Linked DNA regions of Mus musculus: region 1 is linked to region 2. A link is a contact called in public promoter capture Hi-C data. All regions are on one chromosome and are shown on one strand. Each heading gives the region's core, a stretch centred on a gene start, on an enhancer-like site or on the middle of the called end of the contact. The rest is flanking DNA. Distances are from core to core; before and after follow the strand shown. Region 1 holds the start of Rps11 (ribosomal protein S11). Region 2 holds the start of Zfp36 (zinc finger protein 36).

What was found. Capture Hi-C pulls out chosen DNA fragments and counts their contacts.
Region 1: a contact with region 2 is called in a promoter capture Hi-C map of liver, with 2.5 times the contacts expected there. The contact joins the promoter of Rps11 here to the promoter of Zfp36 in region 2. A contact is called at or near these places in 1 of 39 promoter capture datasets (cranial neural crest), 1 of 484 Hi-C or Micro-C datasets (CD4 T cells) and 1 of 9 other capture datasets (liver).

What each region holds. Positions count from the first base shown.
Region 1 is chr7:45,123,032-45,128,415 of GRCm38.p6, reverse strand. It overlaps Rps11 (ribosomal protein S11), which reads left to right and starts at 4,027. Exons shown (of 5, transcript NM_013725.4): 1 at 4,027-4,119; 2 at 4,866-4,997; 3 at 5,178-5,253. The coding sequence starts at 4,105. It overlaps Rpl13a (ribosomal protein L13A), which reads left to right. Exons shown (of 8, transcript NM_009438.5): 2 at 848-920; 3 at 1,142-1,207; 4 at 1,324-1,425; 5 at 1,622-1,707; 6 at 1,879-1,938; 7 at 2,179-2,301; 8 at 2,384-2,853. The coding sequence ends at 2,470. It overlaps Snord35b (small nucleolar RNA, C/D box 35B), which reads left to right and starts at 5,305; the gene lies at 5,305-5,384. It overlaps Snord35a (small nucleolar RNA, C/D box 35A), which reads left to right and starts at 1,981; the gene lies at 1,981-2,069. It also overlaps Snord34, Snord33, Mir5121 and Snord32a.
Region 2 is chr7:28,376,712-28,381,871 of GRCm38.p6, reverse strand. It overlaps Zfp36 (zinc finger protein 36), which reads left to right and starts at 2,644. Exons shown (of 2, transcript NM_011756.4): 1 at 2,644-2,698; 2 at 3,379-5,088. The coding sequence starts at 2,675. The coding sequence ends at 4,314.

The DNA of each region.
Region 1 (5,384 bases), core at 2,778-5,277, about 17 Mb before region 2:
TCATGCCTGGTGTATGTATGTAAGATAAGGAGAAACTGTCGCAGGCTCCTGCTTTGCATGACTTTAGGGCACCGGATTCCTGTAACATCTGATCTGAAGGCTTGTAGGCCTTTTGAGGGTGTTTTCGGTGTTCTTCAGAATTGGGGAGATTGATAAGACAGACTTTAAATATTACTTATTCACCCGACTGAAGCAGGAACCTCTTCATTTTGAGGCTGGTCAGGAATTGCCTGTACCTTCCTCCTGACTTTAGATTCCTTGACAGGTTGCTGCTCAGGAAGTAAATGGTGCTGTTTGGGACAGTTTTGCCCTTTAAAAAGAACTTGGGAAGTTCCGGAGACCCTCCAGTAACAGCAATAAACAGGGTGGCTGTGGAATGGGCTTCTTCTGTAGTTTGGGTTGGGATGCAGACATGTGCCTCCATGCCTGAGACGGGATTTAGCTTTGTAATCCAGTCTGCACTGCTCAGAATCACAGGACGATGTGTGCTTAGCTAAATCGGGTTCTTTTGAGTGCATATAAGAAAGGTTCTGCTTGAGCATCTGAGGATCCGATGAAAAGTTACAACAGGCTAAAGTCTGAAAGCAGGTCTGGTCAATTTTGGAGTGAACGGTGTGCCACTGGATCCCAGCTATCCTGGGATTTGAGGCCTGGAAGGGTTAAATGAAGTTCCATTTTAAAAAATCAACTTATATACACAATAGGAATCCTATGCCTGCTGAGGCTTTGTTAGTACTATAGTGGCCCTTTGGGACACTTGCTTCATCTGGGTAGTAGGCATCCTGACGGGTTGCTAACCTGGAATAGGGGAAGCCAAACTGTTTCCTAAGCATTCTTGTTTCCACAGGTTCTGGTATTGGATGGCCGAGGCCATCTTCTTGGCCGCCTGGCGGCCATTGTGGCCAAGCAGGTACTTCTGGGTAAGTTTCATTCACCATTTACCTTTGCCTGGGAGTCCATGATGAGCAACACTCACCATCTTTCGTTTGAGTCTCACGACTGTGAGATCAACCCATGCACCGCTCTGAGACTCGCCAGCCCCTGCTTTCTTGGGACCCCTGGCCTAAAAATACTTTTGGAGCAAGAGATCTGCCTTCCAAGAGGCTTTGCTGACTAATCTCCAACTCCCTGTTAACTCTAGGCCGGAAGGTGGTGGTCGTACGCTGTGAAGGCATCAACATTTCTGGAAACTTCTACAGAAACAAGTGTGAGTTAGGGCTGGGGCAGTGGTCTTCAGGCGGGCTGTTGCCTTGCTCCTGGACAAGCAGGCTATCTGCTCTGCTCTTGGGTCCAAGGGTGCCTCACATACTTTTGTCCTGACAGTAAAGTATCTGGCCTTTCTCCGGAAGCGGATGAATACCAACCCCTCCCGAGGCCCCTACCACTTCCGAGCCCCCAGCCGCATTTTCTGGCGCACTGTGCGAGGTGAGTTGGTGATGTGGTGACATGTAGGACAGGGTAGGCTCTGGCAGCTTGTGATGAGACATCTCCCACTCATGTTCGAGTTGCTCGACTATGAGATGACTCTACATGCACTACCATCTGAGGCTGTTCTAGCCCTTGCCCTGGGGTCAGACGGGGTTCTCAGCACCTCTGATGAGGCCCGCTGTTACCCCCACAGGCATGCTGCCCCACAAGACCAAGAGAGGCCAGGCTGCCCTGGAGCGCCTCAAGGTGTTGGATGGGATCCCTCCACCCTATGACAAGGTGAGCCTTGCAAGCCTAGCCTTACAGCCTCTGCGTCCAGCGTCTGTGATGTTCTGCTATTACCTACATTGTTTGAGCCTCATGAAAACCCCACTGGCTGAGACGCCTACCCTGCTGGCCTTCTTGCTAGGTGTTCCCAACAGGTCTCTGAGCATCTCTTTCTCTCAACAGAAAAAGCGGATGGTGGTCCCTGCTGCTCTCAAGGTTGTTCGGCTGAAGCCTACCAGAAAGGTAAGCTCTAGGTTACAGGTTAGGCTTGTGAGCCTCAAGACTGGCACATGATGTTCTTATTCTCACGATGGTCTTCGGATGCCACAGTTAGGGCAGTGCCGATAATGCCAAAGGCTAAGCTGATGCCAGGAGGGCTCCCGTGCTGGGGATGAGTCCTTGAAATAGGGTCCCTAGGCCCTCCGGCTCACCCTTGTGCTGCTGGGGCACATTCCATGTCCTTACAGCCTTGTGCCTCTGCAGTTTGCTTACCTGGGGCGTCTGGCGCATGAGGTCGGGTGGAAGTACCAGGCAGTGACAGCCACTCTGGAGGAGAAACGGAAGGAAAAGGCCAAGATGCACTATCGGAAGAAGAAGCAGATCTTGGTGAGGACGGACACTGAGATCCAGGATTAGGGGGGCGCAGGTGAGAAGCAACCGCTCTGACATGTGTCTTTTCACACCACAGAGGTTACGGAAACAGGCAGAAAAGAATGTGGAGAAGAAAATCTGCAAGTTCACAGAGGTCCTCAAGACCAACGGACTCCTGGTGTGAACCCAATAAAGACTGTTTGCCTCATGCCTGCCTGGCCTGCCCTTCCTCCGCCGCCAACTAGGGAAGTGGGGACCAAAGGTTCCTTAGGCACTGCTCCTGTGGGTAGAGGGGACATTAGAGAGCTGACAGCGCACCACCTGCATGAGTTTTTATTAAAGTGCAAACCATGGGATGAATCAGTTGAGCTTCAGTGTTGAAAATGAGTAGCAGGGCTGCCCCACCCACCTGACCAAGTACCCTATTCTGCAGCTATGAAAATGAGATCTGCACATGAGCTGGGGTTCACAAGTGCACACTTGGAGCACTGCCTTGCTCCTTCCCAGCAGACCACAAAGCAGTATTTTTCTGGAGGATTTTATGTGCTAATAAATTATTTGACTTAAGTGTGTACGATGTGTGCTGTGCAGAGAGGGGCAGAGGGCACCAGCAGGTCATCTGCATGGGGGGCCCCTTTGGGTGAATCCTTGCTCACGGGATAGGCTTTGTTGCTCAAAAGTTGCAGATATACATCTTGGGTCCTGTCCTAGATGGTGTTACTGTAAGTCAGCACCAAGATACAAGAGCTGGTACCTGGACTGTAGGAGGTCAGGCCATGACACAAAGGCTGGGACTAAAGGCATTTACCACGCCTGAGTCTTCTGGTTCTTTAAACATCAAATCCTTCCGGGGGCTGGCGAGATGGCTCAGTGGTTAAGAGCACAGACTGCTCTTACGAAGGATCCGAGTTCAAATCCCAGCAACCAAATGGTGCCTAACAACTATCCATAATGAAATCTGATGCCCTCTTCTGGAGTATCTGAGAACAGCTACAGTGTACTTACATATAATCTTAAAAATGCTTCCCATGTTAACCACCACTAGAGTTTTTATTACAGCTAGCTGACCTGGAAGCCAAGTCCTTATGCCTCCGTGAGTGCTGGGGTTAAAAAGATCCAGCACCACTCAAAATGTCAATCTATTTTGAAAATATGCTTTATACTGTTCTAGCCCATCTGTGCAGGGCTAGAACGGTGAATACGAGAAACTGACACAAGCTTTTGCCACCTGGCTAAATGGTTCCTCTATTACCTGGGGTGGTCACCTAAGGTTAGACACTCATCCACGAGTAGTCAGGACATAAACCCATCAAAGTGTGGGTAGACGCGCAGCCTGAGATACTGTCAACAAAGGACATGCGACCTTGGTGACGTCGGCCTTTAATAAAAGGAAGAAAGGTTGACTATTCGGTCGACGCTGGCTGCTCCTGACATCGTATGGCAGATACTCTGCTGTAAAGCGGTTCACCCCTTTCTTGAGACCCGCTCTGCACGGCCGCTTCTCTCTGGAAACTGAATCCCAGCACGTGTTTCCCAACCCGTACGGCACGCCTTCTCCGCCCTAAGCCTCGCCGTACCACATGATGCACGTTTCCTCCACATCGTGCTCCTGAAATCTCGCGAGATGATAGGATCTTCCCGCCCCTTAGTCCTCCCCCGTCATGGCGGCGTACGGACAGTCCCAGGAACGCGGGCTCTCGCCGGAAGTACCTCCCACCTCCGTGAGGATAACCCCGCGTCACTTCCGCCCCGACCTCGCGTGGTGAATAAGGAAGCCGGGAGCGGCCCTGCCTCTCCCTTTCTCCGGCGGCCGGGAAGATGGCGGACATTCAGGTTCGAGCGTTTAGTTGCTTTCCCCCGACGCTTCGGTGTGGAGCGTATCCCTTGGCGTCCTCGTTGTCTTACGCATTAGCTGAAGCGAGGATGCCTGCGAATGCCTTCGTCTCAGGCGGCTCGGAAATCCGGGCTCTACGCAGTAATGGGGTCCCTGGCGCTTCGGGAGTTGGTTCTTAAAGCTCAGAGCTTAACGGGTGAGGGATTGTGGCGGGAGGAGGGCATCCTGCGGCGCGGGAGTCCTGCGGCGGCAGAGCCGGGGACACTGGGTAAAGCAGGTTTTTTCCCCTTGATGGAGACTGAGGCCCGGACCTCGTGCGCTCTACGGCAGGGCTGCGGTCCCGACCTCGCTGTAGTTTTCAGTGTGAGCGCAGCTCTGGCCTCGATGAGCTTAGGCTTGTCTTAAACTTGCCATCCTGCCTCAACCTCAACCGGGATGACAGATCCGGCCCACCAGGCTCGGCTACGTGGACATAAGCTTGAATCCCGAATGAGTGGATTTGTATGTTTTGGAGGTCCAGTCTGGCTGAAAAGCTCTTTTTGATCTCAGCCGTGAGTTCTGCAGGCTGTGGAGGTGTTAGATGGGACGCAGTGTGTGAGCTAAACTAGACTTGGGGTGGTTGGAGAGCCCTGACCAGCCGGTTTTGGCGATTGGGGCAAATAAGGTTGAAGGTAGGAAGGAAGAAATATTGTCTCTGATTTCCTTGAACTTTACCTGCAACCTCACCAAATTCTCATCCCTACAGACGGAGCGTGCTTACCAAAAGCAGCCTACGATCTTTCAAAACAAGAAGCGGGTTCTGCTGGGAGAAACCGGCAAGGAAAAACTCCCTCGGTACTACAAGAATATCGGTCTAGGCTTCAAGACGCCTAAAGAGGTACAGGACCCTCCAGCAGATGAGATCCCTGCTGCCCTGCACGTGTGGGAGCACAGCCACCCCGCCCCCTTCACAGTGGCTTCCCATGGGCCCCTGGGAATTGTAGTATGGGCCCTGAGGCGTCATCCTTGGTTCTGTTTAGGAAGTGGTAATCTAAACCCCACTTTCTTAACTTTGCAGGCTATTGAGGGTACCTACATAGACAAGAAATGCCCCTTCACTGGTAACGTCTCCATCCGAGGTCGGATCCTGTCTGGTGAGTGGGATGTTGGAAGGGTGGTTCTAGGTTCCTGCGTCCAGGGGCGCTGGCAAGTGATGTCTGTTCTCACGATGGTCTTCAGATGTCCTCTAGGGCACTGCTGAGACAGCCAGTTGACAAAGCTGATG
Region 2 (5,160 bases), core at 1,395-3,894:
TAGGTCGGAGGGAAGAGGGCCGCGAGTCTAAGGGAGCATAAGTGGGGCCTGGATTCCTGGTGCTGAAGGAGGTGATCTGTGTGTCTGGACCACTGGACAAGGAAAGGAACGGGTTGAGAGCCAAGGCACAAGGTGTGGGGCAGAAAAGAGCTAGCACCTGGCCCCGTATTTTAGATGACGACACACTTTGTGAGTCCTACGGCTTAAAGTCTTCATTTTCAGAGGGGTTGTCCTGCTTAAACCGTCTTCTATCCCCAACGCCCGCATCCTTTAGAGAGTAGCCCAATACCAGGCATCCAAGCTTTAATCCCAGTGACTCAGCAGATAGAGGAGGGGGCCAGGCTGAGTCAGGAATGGCAAAAGGTTCCCAGTCTCCAGGGAATCGAAACTGGAATTACTCCTCCATGATCCAGTCCCTGCTGGCCTCCAAAAAACCCCGACATGCCCCACCCCAACCCTCGCTTTTTGCGTTTGGTCCTAAAATTGGCTGGCTCAGGGATTTGTAAACTGGGCGGGAGGCAAGTTTTTGTGCCCCTCCTTCCCTTCTTTTCCCGTTGTCCTCGAGACTGTTTACAACAGACTGGAACCCTGGTTACAAGAGAAGGAACCCAAGCGTCCGGGCTGAGCGTCCTCGTCACGGCTTCCAGGAAGCCCCCCCTCCCCCGCCCTAAGCGAGTGAGTCACGGGCGAGCGGGAGGCCGCAACCGTGCCACAGCAGCCTATGGCCCGCCCTGCTCACGGGACCAGCCCAGGAAGGCCCCTTGGCCCCAGAAAGCGCTGCACCAGGGATTCCCCCCAACCCCCTCTCCTATGAGGCAAGCCAGTAAGTAGCCTGGCAGAATCTCCCTACCTCGATACGCAACGCACCGTGTGAGAACTTCCCAGCATGGTAATTACACTCCTGGCAATGATAACCCCCATACACAAGAACTCTTTTTCACTGGAGATATCCTTGAAATAACACTTTTGACTTGGGTGTGGCGGCCATGCCTGTAATCCTAACACTACTTGGGTGGTGGAGACTGGAGGATCGCAAGTTCCAAGCCGGCTAAGGAGACCGACTGAAAAGCAAAAACCTTACAGATCTCCAGAGAGTTGAGTTAAGACTGCTTGCATTACTAGAAACCCATTCAACGTTGAAGGTGGCCCATTCTTTCAATAGAGCAGAGCTTCCTCCCTAATAAAAGACGTAAGCTGTTCCAACCTTGAGTTTTCGGAAGCAAAACCTCTTAATTTAAACTGCAGCTTGGGTAAATGTGCTATCCAGCCATGCTAGACTAGGGGGTTGGAAGGGCACTGCTGAGCTACAGCTCAGAGCGGTCCCTACCTGGACCAACTGTCTTACAGGTTCTGTGCCTTCAGGTTTAAGTTTTTATTTCGCCTTTCTATCTTTCTGTAACCCACTTCCTCGCCTAGATTTGTTTCCCAGTCCCCTCTCCCTGTCTTACTGTCTCCCCACTTTGTAAATGTCATCTTTTTTTCTTTCTATAATAGGGTTGGCTCTAAGGAGTACATACCAAGTCGCTGAGACTTCGTTTTACTTCCTCCTTACCTTCGTGGTTTCTCTTTTTTTTTTTTTTTTTTTTTAAAAGTAGGACCTGGAACTCAATCAATAGCTTAGTCTGACATTGAACGCCTGATCCCCCTTCCTCCACCTCCAAATGCCAAGATTACAACCATATGCCACTGTCTTGTCTTTTGTTTTGTTTTTCAAGACAGGGTTTCTCAGCCGAGCATGGTGACACACGCCTTTGATCCCAGCACTCCGGAGGCAGAGGCAGGCGGATTTCTGAGTTCAAGGCCAGCCTGGTCTACAAAGTGAGTTCCAGGACAGCCAGAGCTATACAGAGAAACCCTGTCTCGAAAAACAAAAACAACAAACAAACAAAAAAGACAGGGTTTCTGTGTGTAGTCCTGGCTGTTCTGGAACTCACTCTGTAGACCAGGCTAGCCTCGAACTCATAGAAATCCGTCTGCTTCTGCCTTCCAAGTGCTGAAATTAAAAGTTTGGGCCATCAGTGATCTGGCATCTTTTTACTTCCTAAGAAAAGGGTCTCACCAAGTTACTCAAGCTGCCCTAGAACCCACTGTATAGTGGAGCCAGGCCTTGAACTACCAGTCTCCTGCCTCAGCCTCCCTGAGGGGCCGGAATCACAGTCCTAAACCAGCAGATCCTACTTGTGAATGTCTCTCACTGTCTCTTTGTTTTTCTCTCGGCTTCTGGCCATCTCTGTCTCTTCCAACTTGTCTCTCCCCGCCCCCGTCTGTCTCACACGCACACGCCCTCAGTCTCTGCCCTTGTCAATTGTCCCTAGAGCCCTGCCCCCACTTCTGCCCCAGTTCTCTTCCCGACTGCCTTCCACCTCTGAAAAACACTAGGACGCCCCGCTACCATCACCTCCAGTTGGTCGTACACAACCCTCCCTACTACCCCCCGAGAGGGGCCGGAGCTGCGGGAGGGCCAAGTTCAGGCACATTTTGCATGCTAACCAGCAGATAGGCGGAAGGGGCCTAGTACCAGGCCGGCCGAGCTACGCCGCGGGGGCGCGTCCCGGAAGCTCTAGTGGCCACGCCCCCAGGCCGCCCCATAAAAGGAGAAAGCTCCTGCTGCGGGCCACAGCCTGACTTCTGCGAACCGACAGTCGGTCTCTTCACCAAGGCCATTCGCGCCACCATGGATCTCTCTGCCATCTACGAGGTGAGTACCTGTTAGACAGCATCCCGGGATCCCCGACGCACCAAACTTAGGCCCGGGACGCCTCCGTACCTTCTCAGACTAGCCCTGGCTGGCTGGAAATGAGAGAGGGAGCCAGCGAGCCTAGCGCCTCGGTCCAGATACCGGCGATCCCCTTGGGACGAAAAGCTGGCACACTGCTGTCACTCGCGTAGGGCGGAAGCGGCATCACACCTGTCTAGTGCCCTTCGCTGCCCATGGCGCGGTTTGGTGGCCAAGCAGGTGCTAAGGTTGAGGTAGGGGGGGAGTTGACAGGGTAAGAGTTCTAGAGAGATCTGGCCTCCTGGGTCAGCTTTGGCCGGCTCCTTCAAGTTGTGAAACGAGCGCCCGGTGGGCGGTCATATGGGGGGGGGGGGAGTCCTAGAGGCCCAAAGTTGGCGAGCAGCAGTGTGCTTTGATTTGGGGGGGAACCCTCTCTCGATCGGGGATACTGGGCTTCCTAGATCCTTCTGGATTACCTTCAGTCATGTGGAAACACTCAAATCTCTGTAGTCAGGTTCTCCCTGGAGTTTGTGTGAGCCGGGTGGGGCTCAGGCCGAGAACCCACAAACCGGACTGGCAAGCTCGTGAAGTGCTTTACAACAGGGGCGGGGCGACGTCACCTTACCTTTTCTGGTGGCCTAACCGAACCCTGTTCCTCTCAGAGCCTCCAGTCGATGAGCCATGACCTGTCATCCGACCACGGAGGAACCGAATCCCTCGGAGGACTTTGGAACATAAACTCGGACTCCATCCCGTCTGGGGTCACCTCTCGCCTGACTGGCCGCTCCACTAGCCTGGTGGAGGGCCGAAGCTGTGGCTGGGTACCCCCACCCCCTGGTTTTGCACCTTTGGCTCCCCGCCCAGGCCCTGAGCTGTCACCCTCACCTACTTCGCCTACTGCAACTCCCACCACCTCCTCTCGATACAAGACCGAGCTCTGTCGGACCTACTCAGAAAGCGGGCGTTGTCGCTACGGGGCCAAGTGCCAGTTTGCTCACGGCCTGGGTGAACTTCGCCAAGCCAATCGCCACCCCAAGTACAAAACGGAACTCTGCCACAAGTTCTACCTCCAGGGCCGCTGCCCCTATGGCTCTCGATGCCACTTCATCCACAACCCCACCGAGGACCTAGCTCTCCCTGGCCAGCCCCATGTGCTGCGACAAAGCATCAGCTTCTCCGGCTTGCCCTCAGGCCGCAGAAGCTCGCCGCCACCTCCAGGCTTTTCTGGCCCTTCCCTGTCCTCTTGTTCCTTTTCGCCTTCCAGCTCCCCACCGCCCCCTGGGGATCTTCCACTTTCCCCTTCTGCCTTCTCTGCTGCCCCTGGGACCCCTGTGACTCGAAGAGACCCTAACCAGGCCTGTTGCCCCTCCTGCCGAAGGTCTACTACCCCCAGCACCATCTGGGGGCCCTTGGGTGGCCTGGCTCGGAGCCCATCTGCCCACTCTCTGGGATCCGATCCTGATGACTACGCCAGCAGCGGCAGCAGCCTGGGGGGGTCAGACTCACCTGTCTTTGAGGCAGGGGTGTTTGGGCCTCCCCAGACCCCTGCACCCCCAAGGCGTCTCCCCATCTTCAATCGTATCTCTGTCTCTGAGTGACAAGTGCCTACCTACCCAGTATGGATCAGCTAGATCTCAAAGAGAGGGCAGGGACTGCTCATTGCTGTGGGGACCTGGGGCACTCCTCTAAGTTAATAAGTCCCATCTTCTGGACATTCCAAGATGCAATAACCCATTTCCCTGGTGCTGGGCTGGGGCAGGTCCCTAGTTTGCAAATTCAGTGTTTGGGTGGATCCGTTCCTAGGGTACCTAAGATGTTTGAGGGAGACAGTTGACAGTTGGTCTTCCAGGCCCCAAGTCTTCTGTTGTTTTTGAGATAGGAGCTTATTATGGTACCCCAGGCTGGCTTTGAACTCAATATAATCCTGCCTTAGCCTTTTCCAAGTTCTGGGGTTACAGGTATGCACCAGCCCCTCTGCAACTCTGGTCTCCTGGAATCTTAAGTGCTGTGAAGAGCCGGCTCCCACAATACTATCCTAATTTTTACTAGACCCTGAAGTTCAGTGTCCGGTGGTCGAAGCCTCTCCTGAGAATCCTGGTGCTCAAATTTCCCTCCTAAAGCAAATAGCCAAAGCCATTGCCAAATCCCTTCTCCCCCAACCAGTGGGCCCTTTATTTATGACGACTTTATTTATTGTATTAAGATTTTATAGTATTTATATATATTGGGTCGTCTACTCCGTTTTTCTTTTTGTAATGTTAAAACTGATACTGTATTAAGTATATGCTATAATATATTAATATATTGCTACCGTACAAGTCTATTTTTTGGGGGGGGTTGGAATTTTTAAATAAAATCTTGAGTGTGAACTGAGATGAAATTTGTCTTTTTCGCGGCTCACAGCCTTGTGATGGTGGGTAAACTGACCTCCAGACCTTTCCGTG